Linked DNA regions of Mus musculus: regions 1, 2, 3 and 4 are each linked to region 5. Evidence: chromatin contacts called from public HiChIP or PLAC-seq and promoter capture Hi-C data. All regions are on one chromosome and are shown on one strand. Each heading gives the region's core, a stretch centred on a gene start, on an enhancer-like site or on the middle of the called end of the contact. The rest is flanking DNA. Distances are from core to core; before and after follow the strand shown.

Region 1 (2,700 bases), core at 145-2,644, 1.7 Mb before region 5:
TCCGGGCCCCCGATACTTTTTTTAAATGAACTAGTAACACACTTAGGAGCTTTGGCTTGCTCTGCCCAGCCAGGGTCTCTGGCGGTCTCGTGGACCCAGGAAAACAAACGCGGATCCAAAAGGTTCCAGCGCCAAGGTGGACTCACCGTGGTGGGTCGGAGGATACCTCTGCACCGTAGCCCTGACGGAGTTTCCGTAGTAGGACGGGACGTGGTTGCCTTGACCATCGATGTTAAAAAGTACGTCCACCTCTTCCGTCAGCGGATACTGAGCTTCCATGTACGAATGGCCGAGGCCCGGGTGGTGCGTGTCTGGGTGCTGACCGTTGAGGACCGCGGGGTGATGGTGGCTCACCCAGCGCGGCTGGTCCGCAGTCACCTCCATGTCCTCGGCTGTGCTCGCGCCCTCTCGCCCGGCCCGGAACCCTCGCGGGTAGAGGGAGGGCTGTCGGCCTGGGAGGTCCGCGGACTCCTGCCGTCGGAGGCCCAGGAGAGGGGTCGTTTAATGGTTTGTTTGCAGTTAAGGGTATAGAAAAGGAGAGCAAAAAGGAGGGTTTAGGGAGGAAAGAAAAATCTTTGCGGGATAGTTTAGCAAAAGAAAGGAAGGGAAAGAAGAAAAAGAAAAGAATGAGGGCGATCCCCCCCCCCAAAAAAAAAGCAGACACGGAGGAATAAAGGGGTCAAAAAAAAAAAAAAAAAAAGGAGGGAGAGAGGAATCCGAGTGTGACCACACTGCACACTGATTCCTTGGCGCTCAGAGACGGTTGCTCTTCCGATCACCTGCAAGGGAGAGAAAGAGAGACCTGAATGAGGTGTAAGAACTTTTAACACCTGAAATTCTGGAGGGCACTAGGTCTTCGCAAGCTTCCTGCAGGGCCGACTCACCCGGGACGTGCACACGCACGCGAAGACCCGGAGGGAAAGAAGCCAAGCTCCGCAGCACACCTCCGACAGCCAGGCTCGCAGGAGCCCAGGACTGACTAAGCAATTAAAACTTGGGGACAAGTCCTCCCTGGAGGACACCGGCCCCAGGATCTTTCCAACCACTACAAATCCTCCAAAAGGAGAAAGCTGAGCTTTTAGTTTACAAAAAACCAAACAAACAAACCCCCAAACACACACACACAAACAGTCCCTCCAAGAGGAGGGAGTGATATCAAACTTAAAAAAAAAAAAAAAGTCACAAGTCACAATACCAACCTGAGTAGCAAGGAGCGTAGAGGAGGAGGAGGAGGCGTGTGACCTGCCCGGTCAGATTGCGTAGCTCTCTATGTCTCGCTCTCTCAGTCTCTCTCTCTTTCTCCTCTCCCTCTCTCAGTATTTTTTTTTTACAGGGAATGCATTCTTTCTGAAACTATCAAGACGGCGCCAGGCAGCTCAGTGTTCGCAGACAGCTGTGGCGCGACGCAACTTAAGGAGGTTCTAGTGTCATCCGCGCCGAGGGGGAGGAGCCTGGCGCTGGCAGGAGGGGACACGATCCTCAGCACAAGGAAACTGCAACCCAAACCCGCTCCAGGACTTCACCTCCACCCCCATCCCATCCCCCCCACCCACCCCGGCACACCGCCGCCCCTCCTCCCGCCCCTCTACTGACCGGAAAGGGGCGCCGCCAAGGGCCGCCTAGGGCAGAGGGGCCGCGGGCAGGGTGGGCGAGGCCCGCCCGGGCTTGGGGCAGAGGGGACAGGCAGGAGGGAATTCGCTCTCTGGCCCTTTAAATGTAGCAAAGCCGATTCATTCGGGCTCAGTAGATTATTCCGTACGAGTGAAACCCGGCTGCCCCATTCATAAAGCTAATTTCCATAAGCAGACTTTTCGATACTTTTTTAAAAATGAGCAAACTTTTAAATTAGGATTCAAGCCAGAACGTTTTTCAGTTTATATCAGCTTAGGGGCTATGTGCATGTAAAACAGATTAGAAAAGTTTCATGGCGAAGTAACTGAAGATTTGCCTCCGAACCAGCTTTCCGGGAGGCTGCTGAATCGCGCGGAGGACCTGGGCTTTGATTCGGACGCCCGCGTTATTGTTATGGTCTCTGCTTGCTTTCCCAAACCTCTCCAGAACGAACAGCGTCAGCTGTTGCAGCTGTCTTTTTCGGATCTAATGATATCATCAATGTGTGCTTTTGACCTTAGTGACAACGCGATGCATAAAAAGCTGGCTTAGCGAGACCTAGGCTCACTGGTCCCCGAAGTACCGTGTACAACTAACTTGATCTTTGCTGCGATAGCCTAACTTTTCTCTTCGCCTAGCTCGGGGTGCTACTTTATTCTGCTTTCACCCGAGGAAAACGGTCCCCTCTATAATATCCAACCCTGACCTCCGGGGTGGACCCAGCCGCAACTTCCCTGGACATTTTGGGTCTCTGGGACAGGGTCTGGTGGGAGGGCCGCAAGCTGACACAGGAGAGAGGCTGGAAGACGCCCAGTAGAGAGGCTGGGCGGACGAGGGCGGGGCCATTTGTAAGGACCAATCATCGGGAGATACCACGACCGGGCCGCAGTCGCCCCGCCCCACGGGCTCCAACCTCTGCGGCCCTGTTCCGTCCTTTGAGTCACTGCATCCCCTAGTGGCGTTGAGGTTTCTGCAGCCTGGGTCCAGAAAACACTGCCCGGATGAGCAAGGTCCGAAAGAGACTTCGGGTGCACCCCAGGGCAGTGTAAGAGGTGTTCCCATTCCACCCTCCAGGGCAGAGAGCTTGGC
Region 2 (2,700 bases), core at 160-2,659, 1.2 Mb before region 5:
TTAAACCACTACATGCCTCTAATATAAATATAAACACACAGTTTTTTTTTTTAACCTTGTAAGTTCTCATGACATGATTCTTAGGAATTTACAGAATATAAAGGAGAAACTTTTCCTCTGTGAACTTTTCTAATTTTTTTCTGTGACATTAGAGAAATGGAAGAGCATATACATATCTTACAGTTAACAAAACTAATTTAATTACTTTTTAACACAGTGGTGAAATGAATGGCTTAGCCAGAATTTAGGAATGCAAGAGCATATATAGTCAGTGCTATCAGAGACTTATTTGAAGGGAGATTTTTCAGAAAGTGTTAATTATTTTTTAGTGAATCACTTAGTACTATTAATCGTGAGACTGAACATGACTTCTCCTGAGTTGGAGTGCATTTTGTCTTTGGAAAGGCAGTCTCTGCTTTCTCTACTTCTTTATTTCTTGGCAGTGGTTACTGTTTTATTGATTTGGAGTGGGTCCCGCATTTGGAGTCACACATCCCTAAAGGGTCTGGTTGTGAAATGAAAGTGGAAATTAGACGGCATTGGAACGGGACGAAGGAGTACCTTTAACTTCGGAGGGAACCTGCTAGCCACTTTTCATTGCCTTTTGGGTGCCCTGGGATAAAAGTGGGAGGTGGGTTAAAAAGAAACAAAAAACAAAACAACAACAGCAGCAGGAGCAACGATCACAAAGAAAAGCCAAAGGACATAAGAAAAGCCATGTGCCAAGAGTGAATTAAAAGTAAAGGATATTGAACTTGGAGACCGTTTGCTGTAGACATCATTGGAGTAATTTGTGTAAACAGTGCGGCCACTACGTGCAGTGACAGCGCAATGTTTTTTATTTCTTAATCATGACAGGTAGATAGATAAATACACAAATGAATGAATGAATGAATGGGTGGGTGGAACTCCGCGCCATTTGCTATAGATCCTTGGGCAGAATTACATAATGTGGGTCTGAATATCAACCATATAGAGATTGCTTAATTACTTTGTCGAATCAGGTAAGATAATCAGGTGTGTGTTTAAAAATTTTGATGGAACAACGTTCAGTGGGCAATCGTAACTTTAAACCAGGAAATAGACCCGCAACCCTTACCGCGTTGGTAGGTTACAACTCAAGCCTCGTGGCTGGTGGACTGATAAAATTCTATTTCCTTCCAAAGGGGAGCTGCCCGGAAGTCCTGGTAGGGAAGCTGGGAGCTAGGTGGGCGGTCTAGGACGCACAAAGGAGTTCTGCTGCCTAAGGCGTCCAACGCAACCACAACCTGAGGCTTTGGAGAGTTGGGTTGGACAACCTAGTGTGAGTTGAGAGCTATTCCGGTCTAAGAGTGCTTTGCGCTTGGTTATTGGGGGGAGGAGGGAGGGAAGGGGGAAGGACAGGACCCTGACCACTCCCCTGGACGGAAGCGCAGGTTGGGTCTTGTGGGTCTAAGCCTCTAAAGGTGACTTTGAGCCTCTTTCCCACCTCTTTCTGAAGGATCAGCTGCGAGTTGAAGGAGTGAGAAGAGGTAAGTTGGGACTTTGAGACCTAAACCTGGACATACACTCTGGAATCCTCGGATTCTTCACCTGAGACCACCTTGGGTTAATAAAAGAAGCAGTTGCGGGTGTAGATGGGATGAATAATGTTCAGGGACGGGATTAATTTATTTTTGAGAAGTTTCTGCCGTCAGGAGTCTCCGACCTTAAGGATGATGAGCTCAAAAAATACATTGGTGTTCCTAAGAGTTGGACACCGGGAAGCTAGCTTCGGGAGTGGCAAACTCCGGCGGGTGATAAAAGTGTGAACCTCAGAGAATACTGATAAGCGAATGACTGGGGCCTTCAGGGTCTTAGATGGCTCTGTACTAAACGGAGGTGTATGGGCAAGGCGAGACGCTTTAGAGCTAAAGAATTCTCTAAAATGTGAAGGAAATATTCTCAGACTGGCAGGGCTCAGTCTTTTGTAACTTCCACCACGCTTTCCGAATCTCTGACTTTCGCCCACCATTCCCTCCCACCCCCCACCCCTGAGGCCCAATAATGGCGAGAGCCATTTCTGCGCTTCTCCCTTCTAGATTCTTCCAGATGACCTAAAGCCTCATAGTTGGTGATGTCTCCCGCGCAAAGTTAGCCTCTGGCCCCGTCACTCTATTGGCGGTTCCTAGCCCTCACCACTCCCTAGGGAACCACGTGTGGGAATTTCGCTGGGATGTTAGGATCAGGGAGGGTGACTAAAAATCTCAGTATGTAGTTGTTTTTTCGGAGAGTGGTGTAAGGGATAGGTGGGCAATAGAAGACTACGGAGTGGAAGATTTTTTTTTTTTTTTGAAGTCGGGGTTGTAAAGGCAAAGACCTTGAGCAATTGTGTCTTCTGTTTCCTAGTCGATAGAACCAGCTCTATATTCGCTCTACTGCTTCCCAGCTTCATAAACGGTGAGTTTTGTCTACCTGGGCATCTCCAGCTTTTCTGTATAGGGGACATTTCGTTTGTGTTCCGTACCACCATTGCGCCCAAGGCCCGGGAAGCTCATTAGCCCTTGCGCCACGCCCGTGAAAAAGTGCGGGTAGACCCCGCAGATCAGATTGGGCGGATCTTCCGCTCCATTCCTATAGATCATGAAGGACCTGGTTTTTCTTGATATGGGCCAGGGAAACCCCACCCTACGGGAACCTGTCCTGGCCAGGTGTCCCACCAGAAGCCCAGCGAGCTTCGTC
Region 3 (2,837 bases), core at 24-2,523, 1.6 Mb before region 5:
AGTCCTCCATGTGGGACCGTCCCCACTCTCCTAGAACACACCTGAAAGGGCTGGAGCCCTGAAGAGGGGCAACACGGAGGACTGTGCTATCTTTACTCACTCCCAAAACATACACAGGAGCCTTTAATCTCATTAAAGAGACATGAACCAGAAAAAAAAAAGTTAATACATACTGCGACACTGAGTACCCGGAAAACCTCCCAAATTACCGAGTGATGCTTCCCATCACACTTAGATCAACACTAACAGAAGAGCATAGAGGAAGGACGCCGTGCGTAACTGAGATGCTTATTGAAAGGTATTCAGCGAAATCGACAAAACCTGCCTTGAAAAGTAGTAGGCGAAGTCTGTGAAACGAACAGATAGAGAGGGGAGAAAAAAAAAAAAAAAAGGCAGCGACCCTGACTGAGCGGAGCTGTCAACGAGTCTATTTGGGAGCTCAGGAATGGCCAGCCTTGTAAGAAACGGCCGGTAGACGGAGCGCCTGTGACAACTAGTTGTAGTAGTTTGCGAGCAAGGGAGGCAAAAGACCAAGGTGAGCGAGGTGGAGAGCATTCTGGGGGTGGCTCTGGCCGCAGCCGACCCGAGACAATGAGAGAGACCGAAGCACTGGTCCAGGAGCAGCATCGGTGAGAGGGTGTGTGGCTGCGAGCCGGGACCCCGCTTCCCTGCCGGTGGCGGGAAGTTAGCGGATGAGGAAGAGGCACCTAAGGGATGACTGGAGTTCGCAGGAGACGGTGGAAGCCCCCCAGACGGTCGGAGTCTGAGAGGATCCCCATGTCGAAGCCGGCTTCGGAACGCCACCCCTGCAGGGGATGCCCAAAGGGGTCCGGAGGGGCAAAGGTGTCACTCGTGACCGGCTTGGGGCAGCCCTCCCGCAACCCAGCCCCAGTACTCACAGAGTTCAGAGTACCGATGGCAGCCCCGGCCCAGCTGCTGCAGATAGCGCTGCAGGACGTCGGTGAGGAGGTGGCAGGCGCTGAGCTGCACCGAGTCCCAGCCCAGCGCCTGGCAGATCTGCGCCACCGAGACCCTCAACAACGACCTAGAGTAACTCTCGCACATCCCGCTGCGTGGACGCCACCGCAGCCCTTCGCTGCCACTGCTCTCCAGCCCTGCCGCCTCGCCTCAGCAGAGCCCCCGATTCATTCTCTGGGGGCCCCGCGGCGGGGAAATCGTCCCCCCTCCGACCCGGAGCGACCACCTCAAAGCCTCAGCAGCACGGAGCGCGCCAGCCTGAGAGCCGCCATTTTGGACTCGCTCCGCCTCCCGCTGGACGGCCGCCGGGGCGAGGCAGTACGAGCAGAAGGCCGAGAGATAGGCGGCCCAGGCTCCGCCCAGTGGGAGGAGAGCGATCGTCTCGGGATCGACTCTAGAGCCTGGACGCCGGCCGGAAGCCGAGTGACTGGGCGCAGGTGGAGTCTGCGCCTCCCTGACAACAGGTGCCGGTGTCTTTCTCTCCCCGCTGATGGAAAAGTAAGAGGTGACCCTCGGTGTGTTCAGGGGCAAACCAGGGAGGCAGTGGAATGTTAAGGACTTAACATCGATAATGTTGATAGAGATTCAAGTGTGAAACTAGAGAATTGGGAATATAAGCTACTCCGCAGAACGCGGATTCGATTGTTTTCCTTTACTTAAATCTAAAAAAGTAAAAACGAAATTAAAAGATGAAAGATAGTATTCAGAATGAAATAGTGGCCACTTGGGAGGTTTGAGTGAAATCCAAGATGTTCACTCAGGAGGCTGAGGCAATCATAAGCTAGAGGCCAACTAGAGTCACCGAAAAACCGAAAAAGACTCCGGCTCTAAAAAAAACAATCAGAGCTAATAAACTCATGTTGTTCATTGTGTCGTTCAATGCTCTTCATAATATGGCTGGTTTTAAGGAAAAATGCCTACGTGTTCAATTAGTGGGAACTGCCCCCCTCTTCCCCAGTAGTGAGCAAGATATTATTTTAGTGCAGTTTATAGCTAGTTCTAGTTTGCGTCTTACTAGTCACAATACGTAGTCTATCCAAGACGTGGAGAATGCAGTTCCCTACAGAGGTCGAATACTCTGTAAATCCTTGAGACTGGTTTTGTCCAGAGAATGCTTGCTTGCCTTTCCCAGGGCTTCTTCCAGCCCTAGTTGCATTTTGCCTGACGGTAACAGAAACTGTGATGAGATGATAAATAGGTTTGGTTGAAATAGTGGGTTGTCCCGTCCGTCCATCCCGTCGTCCGCCCCCGCCCGCCCCCCCCCCCCCGTGAGTCTCAATCTTGTTATGTTGCAACATCTGCCCTTAGACTTTTGGGACTGAAGTGAGCCTCCACAGTAACTGGCACTTTGGGCAACTGCTGGTAGACCCTGATTAATAATCCCAGTGCTGGGCAGGCAGAGGGAGGCAGATACCTGAGTTCAAGGCCAGCCTGGTCTACAGAGCTAGTTACAGAACAGGAAAAAAAGTTTCAAATTAAAGCCAAACCAATCCCAGTGACTACTGAGTTAAACCAAACCTACTTCGGCTATATTTAACTACTCCATTTCTTAGTTGTGCCTGCCATATCTACCATTGACTATTCAGTATATAAGTTTATGTGCCCTCTCCAATAAATTGTTTCTAGGCAGCTGTGATGGCTAGTCTCAGTTGTCAACTTTAGTACATCTGGAATCAACTAAACCCCAAATGACTGGGCACACTTGCGAGAGATTTCTTTTCTTAATTAAATCTCTTGTAGTGGAAAGACACACTTCTAGTCTGGGTCTTTGACGTGGGACTATCCATCTTTAATCTGGCCCACATCTTCTGCTGGCAGCTTATATAAAACACATAAAAGAAGGAAGCTTGCTTTCTCTT
Region 4 (2,700 bases), core at 111-2,610, 1.5 Mb before region 5:
CCTTTTGCAGACTAGGCTGGCCCAGAACTCAGACACCCACCTGCCTCTGCATCCTGAGTTGCTGAGATCAAAGGTGTGCACCACCAACATTCTTCCAATACATAGTTCATATCTATCGTATTTAATTGCCTCACTACTTTGGAGTCTTAGCATATTGCTACAAATTCTTTGCTTAATGAAAGAACTATTTCAACTAGTTCTTGGCAGTTCTCTAACCTAGGTTACAAAACCCTAGTTCAGTGCTGGAGCGCCTTAATAATCCTCTGTACCATAAAAACAAGGAACCACTAAAACACTGTCCACAGTTAACAATCTCCTTAGCACCAGTTCTTCTAGCAGTCTAGCTTCAAAGTAGTTCATGTTATTATACAACGTCACCCATAAGTCACGTTTTACCTGACCTTCCCTGGGCATTCTAATATACAACTATTTTATTTTGCACAGAGGATTAGTATTTAAAGTCGCCCAACCTTATGGTATCCCTTTATCAAATGGAGGCTAACAAATGTAACTGTATTAAGGCCTCCTCCTCCTACCGAGGGACCTTGGGACAGTTTTATGACCTTGCAGAGATTGTACTTCAACACGAGGGCATGATGACAATGGCAATGTCTTTCTCTTCCTCATCGGCAGATTTTTTTAAACCCCTTTAGCACCAAGGCGACCAGCAGGTTCAGGCGGGGGCTGATTTTGAGTTCCTTCGTTTCTCCAGTACCCAGCAAAGAGTCGGATGGCTACACAGTGAATGCCTTACCAAAGAGCTCAAGCAAGCCATCACACCTTAAAGGGTCACGCTGCTCCCCCGTGCAGTGTTTCACAGGGCTTCAAAGCCAAAAGTTACAACCAAACGTTCCCCGGTCGCCCCTTCACCTTCAGGGCCTTTCTAAAGACTTTGCAAGCTGTGCTCCCGGGTACGGAGCGGAAGTACGGAGTTGATCGAAACCCAGATGGCTCCAAAGCTCAACCCGAATCCCGTCCGGGTCCCGAGGTCCCGGATGGCCGTTCCAGTCTCAGGGGATCAGACCGTGACCTTGTTCTCTTTGACCCCTACCAGGGGTCCGGCACGCAACCTTCCAGCTCTGCAGACATCCCCGCGGCCTGAGCTGGGGCCTTCTTCCGCCAGGAGTGAGCATGCAGCTCCATCCCTCCTGCCTCGCAGCAAGCCCGAGCCCCCGCATCCCTCCCGATGTGGTCCTACCATTGCGGCTGCACGGCGCAGGCCGACAGCCCGACAACGCTCGCCCGCGAGAACATGGTGGAGCCTTGAAGGTCGGGCAGACGGGACTCAGTGCGCGTGCGCGGGAGCTCAGGCGCCCCGGCCCGCTCCGCCTGCGTCCTCGGTCTCGCTAAATCTCGTGAGCGCCGAAGCCGCGAGTTCCCTGGCCCCACCCATTTCCTGCTGTCAATTTCGGTCCCGCCTGTCCCCGCGCTGAGCCAGTTCCGCTTCCGACCGCTTTGTAGTTGTAGCGCTCAGGGTCGCCATGGGCAAGTCGGATTTTCTGAGCCCCAAGGCCATCGCCAATAGAATTAAGTCCAAAGGGCTCCAGAAGCTTCGCTGGTACTGCCAGATGTGCCAAAAGCAATGCCGCGACGAGGTAAGTGACTCAGGCTGGCCGCGACCCCTCCCTCGGCTTGGAGCCCTCTCCGGCGCAGTCTTCCCCAGCTCGGCGCGAAGCCCTCCAGCTCCACGAGAAGTGGTCGCAGACAAGCACTCACTGATCGCTTACAATCGCTAGGCTGAGCACTGAGGTTTTACATTTAGACTTCCCTGGTGGGGTCGGTCGGTCAAGACGAGGAACTCAAGTTGCTCCGCTTAATAGTGACATGGGCTTGGCCACTACTGGTAAAGTAGAGGTAATAGTTGTACCCACCGGCAAGATTGTCGCCGAGTTTTTTCATGGAGAGAAGAACTCTCCATGACATAAATGCTTCATTCCCGACTTGCTACTGCTATCCTATAGTTTCAGTATGTGGGTTCCCAAAGGTACAGGCGTGCAGTCCATCGCACCTAGGAGTGACCGCTAAGTGTTTTTCCATATTTGCTTACATCATATAGTAAATTATATAAATATATGAATATCAGTATACCTTCACCCTTGAAGACTTAATTGTGTAATCAACATAACAAGTAATCGTATTATCTTTTCAATTAATGCCAAAATGCCACCAATATAACAGAACTAATAAAAATTCTTGTACATTATCTGATACATATTTTTGTTTTAGAGACAGTATCTCAGTATGTAACTTTGGCTGGTCTGGACCTCACCAGGCTGGCCAAAAAACGAGATAGACCTGCCTCTGCTTCCCAAGTGCTGGTTGATATCAGAGATATACACCACCCTACTTTATATTAATACTTTCTTGGTAGTCTTGTGGTGGCGATGGGGACCAGAGAGGTTGTTTATTAAGCAGTGCTACAAGTTTTGTTTAATGTCTTATGTATGCCTGGCAAATGCTCTACCACTGAGCCCTCATGCACTGCGTCATATTTCTGTTATCTTATTTTGGTGTATGTGTTTATGCATGTGTGCATGCTGCACCAAACAGATACATCCATACGGAGATCAAAGGGCCACATGTAAATGGTTATTTCCTTCCAGCTTGAGGGTCCTGGGATTGAAGTCATGTTGTCACATCTGGCACCAAGCGCCTTTAGCCACTGAGCCATCTTACTGACCTTATGCCACCTTCTTAGTA
Region 5 (2,795 bases), core at 216-2,715:
CCATCCGTATTACCAAGATACCATTGGCCAGGGACTGTTAAAAACAAACTAACCAGAGTAACTAAAGCAAACAGCGCAGCAGATTTCTCTACTGTTCTGAAAGACTTGTAGAATGACCTACTAGAGGGAACTCTTCCCTGTTGGAAAGATGTGTGAAAAATTTATGCGGGGGACAGGTGGTGGGGGGGAGGAGGTACATAATAACAAATCAGGGGGTCAACAAGAACCCATATGGTAGGAGAAAAATGACGCCTGTAGGAAATCACACATGTGATTTCCACGTGTGGCTTGTCCTCGGAACTCTTAATCTCCTGCCTGCACCTTCCAAGCACTGGAATTCCAGACATATTGCCACCCTGGGCTCCATTACTCATATTTACTAAAATTTGTTATCTCGAAATGTTTACAGCTCAGCCCAGTATAAATGTGTCCCCATGATTTAAAAGAGCCACCTGTTGCAGAGAGACAGGCCTCACCTATTCCCAGAACAAGCAGAATTATAACAAGAACTTATGTCAATGGTCCCCCCTTCCTGACTTCTCAAAGGAAGGTCTGACTGATCACCCTTCTAAGTCCCTCTTCATCCTCTGTCACAGCCTTAAACTGCAGAATACTCTACAGCGCTTCTCTGCTCTTGCTTTCCCTCTTCCTCATAGGTGCAGCCTTTCCACTTGTAATAAAACTCCTCTTCCAGGTCTTTCCAGCTTGTAATCTGGTTCTTCGGATCAATCCAGGCCTGGGTTTTCCAACGAGCTTCTTAGAGATCTAACCCCTGGAGAAGCACCTTACTGAGCTTGCAGCACTCATTCAGAGCACAACTGGTCCAAGCAGAAGAAGCTCGAAAGCTAGCGGAGGGACATGAACGCTAAAACTCCCCTTAGCGCAGGCCTGAGCATGCCGGGGGTTACAACAGACACTCTCTGTCCCGGTGAGACAACGGCCTCAACCTTCACTTCAGGTGCTCTGGAAGGAAACAAGTTTTGGGGTTTGTGTTTTGGCTTCTCCATTCCTGAGGCCCGACGCAGTCTGGGTTACTGCGGTCTTGCGACCCAACAACTTGGTCTGGGCATGGGCCATGAAGAGGAGAAAGGTACTTTCTTCACTGTCAAGAGGATCGGGACTGGTGAAGGGGGGATCTAGGTGGCCCGGTGGAACGTGGCAGGCTGAAGGAGCCCAACGTGGAGGGCTGGGAACCCCCCGGGCAGCTCGGGGTGCCCCGCCCGCATCCCCGCGCCCCTCACGGCGCGGCCTAGAGCCGCGGCCTCGCGTCCAGCGCATCCGTGAAGGCGCGCACACCCGAGTCTACGTTCCGGATCAGACCGCCTGCCAGGGCCGCCGCGGCGCCACTCACCCGGCCTTCCGAGACGATTGTGCCCATGGGCCACGGCGGCGGCAGCGCGGAGCCCGGCCGCCCTGCGCGGAAGCCCGCCCACCGCCGGAGTCCGCCGCAGCGCCGAGCCTCCACGGAGTCCGCAAAGGGATGCACCGCGCGGGGTAAGAGAGCGGAGGCTGCCGGGAGTCCACGTCTGCGCCTGCGTGTGACTCGCGGAAGCAAAGCTGCACTCTCCGGCTCGCACTGCACCCTGCTGACGGGAGGACTACATTGCATCTCCTCTCTGCCGGCCAAGAGATGGCGCCATTGGCACAAGGTTTCGAGATTCATGTGCCTTCTGACCTTGGAGTAGGAGCCGAATCCCCTACTAGGCTCCAGGTATTCACTCCCAACTATTCCCTTATATACTAAATGGTGGAAATAAATTTGCAGGCGAGATGTTGCAGAATCTAATAGCATTAAAAACACACACTGAGCTAGGTCTTCAGAGAAAGAATGTAAACACTATAAACCTTGCTCGCTTGGAATAAAAATGCAGCAAATGGCAAAAGAAAGGTCAGAGAAACCAGGGCTTTGTGTAAATATGTTTTCCCCATATTTTTGGTTGCATGTAAAAATTATTTCAAGCTATAGCTGGACAGTTGTGACCCATGCCTTTAATCTCAGCCCTTGAGAGGCAGAGACAGAGATTTCTGAGTTCAAAGCCTGCCTGGTCTATATAGTGAGTTCCAGGACAGCCAGGACTACACAGAAACCCTATTTTGAAAAACAGCAACAATAACAACAACCCCCCCCCCCCCCCGCAAAGGGTGGTGGTGGTGGTGAATTCAAGCTGAAAAATGTATCAGTCAGGGTTCTCTATAGTCAGAGGACCTATAGACTGTCTATATATATTAAATGAATTTATTGCAATGATTTACACTCTGCAGTCCAACTAACCTGACAATGGGCAGCTGTGAATGGGAAACCCAAGAATCTAGTAGTTGCTCTGTCCCACGAAGTAGGTTGTTTCATCTGGTCTTCTGTCTAAGCTACAATCTGAAGAAATCGGTTCCAACAGAGATGCTGTCAAGTAAGTGCAAGAAGGTGACGAGGAGTGAGTCAATCTTCTTTCTCCCAATGTCTTTATGTCCTCAAGTTCCACACCTGGATCCGGAACTTGCTTTGTCCCAGGCTGGCCTTGAACTCAGAGAACTGCTTGCCTCAGTGTCCTGGGATTAAAGTTGTGCACTACCTTGCCTGGGCTGTCTCATGATCTCCATGTCAAGATCTGGGTCAGCAGCCTGTGTCTTCCAGCCTCAAGATCCTGTGTGCCCTCCATTTCTGGATTGTAGTTCATTCCAGATGTAGTCGAGTTGAAAACCAGGAATAGCCATCATAAAACTGTGGAGGTGGACCTTACACAAGTGAACACACCAACATTATAATCTGATTTACAAGAAAGTGTTCAAATAATTCTGAA

Evidence for each region. Promoter capture Hi-C pulls out the DNA fragments that hold promoters and counts their contacts. HiChIP or PLAC-seq counts read pairs in DNA pulled down with a chosen protein or histone mark. Capture Hi-C pulls out chosen DNA fragments and counts their contacts.
Region 1: a contact with region 5 is called in an H3K27ac HiChIP or PLAC-seq map of thymic regulatory T cells, with 6 times the contacts expected there. The contact joins the promoter of Gata3 here to the promoter of Rbm17 in region 5. A contact is called at or near these places in 1 of 39 promoter capture datasets (liver) and 1 of 115 datasets of contacts at active chromatin or transcription factors (thymic regulatory T cells).
Region 2: a contact with region 5 is called in an H3K27ac HiChIP or PLAC-seq map of embryonic stem cells, with 5 times the contacts expected there. The contact joins the promoter of Sfmbt2 here to the promoter of Rbm17 in region 5. A contact is called at or near these places in 4 of 39 promoter capture datasets (cranial neural crest, hippocampal neurons, liver and 1 more), 2 of 115 datasets of contacts at active chromatin or transcription factors (astrocytes and embryonic stem cells) and 1 of 9 other capture datasets (pancreatic islet).
Region 3: a contact with region 5 is called in a promoter capture Hi-C map of liver, with 3 times the contacts expected there. The contact joins the promoter of Taf3 here to the promoter of Rbm17 in region 5. A contact is called at or near these places in 4 of 39 promoter capture datasets (embryonic stem cells, hippocampal neurons and liver) and 1 of 484 Hi-C or Micro-C datasets (liver).
Region 4: a promoter capture Hi-C map of adipose tissue shows a contact between it and region 5, with 3 times the contacts expected there. The contact joins the promoter of Atp5c1 here to the promoter of Rbm17 in region 5. A contact is called at or near these places in 12 of 39 promoter capture datasets (the 3T3-L1 cell line, the HPC-7 cell line, HPC-7-derived erythroid cells and 7 more), 1 of 115 datasets of contacts at active chromatin or transcription factors (acute myeloid leukemia) and 2 of 9 other capture datasets (adipose tissue and liver).

The regions. Positions count from the first base shown.
Region 1 is chr2:9,877,206-9,879,905 of GRCm38.p6, forward strand. It overlaps Gata3 (GATA binding protein 3), which reads right to left and starts at 1,395. Exons shown (of 6, transcript NM_008091.3): 1 at 1,200-1,395; 2 at 147-779. The coding sequence starts at 384.
Region 2 is chr2:10,369,042-10,371,741 of GRCm38.p6, forward strand. Sfmbt2 (Scm-like with four mbt domains 2) reads left to right here and starts at 1,410. Exons shown (of 23, transcript NM_001198808.1): 1 at 1,410-1,511.
Region 3 is chr2:10,047,336-10,050,172 of GRCm38.p6, forward strand. Taf3 (TATA-box binding protein associated factor 3) reads right to left here and starts at 1,274. Exons shown (of 7, transcript NM_027748.3): 1 at 900-1,274. The coding sequence starts at 1,065.
Region 4 is chr2:10,079,150-10,081,849 of GRCm38.p6, forward strand. Atp5c1 (ATP synthase, H+ transporting, mitochondrial F1 complex, gamma polypeptide 1) reads right to left here and starts at 1,361. Exons shown (of 10, transcript NM_020615.4): 1 at 1,199-1,361. The coding sequence starts at 1,254. Kin (Kin17 DNA and RNA binding protein) reads left to right here and starts at 1,463. Exons shown (of 5, transcript NM_025280.2): 1 at 1,463-1,595. The coding sequence starts at 1,482.
Region 5 is chr2:11,601,734-11,604,528 of GRCm38.p6, forward strand. It overlaps Rbm17 (RNA binding motif protein 17), which reads right to left and starts at 1,466. Exons shown (of 12, transcript NM_152824.1): 1 at 1,352-1,466.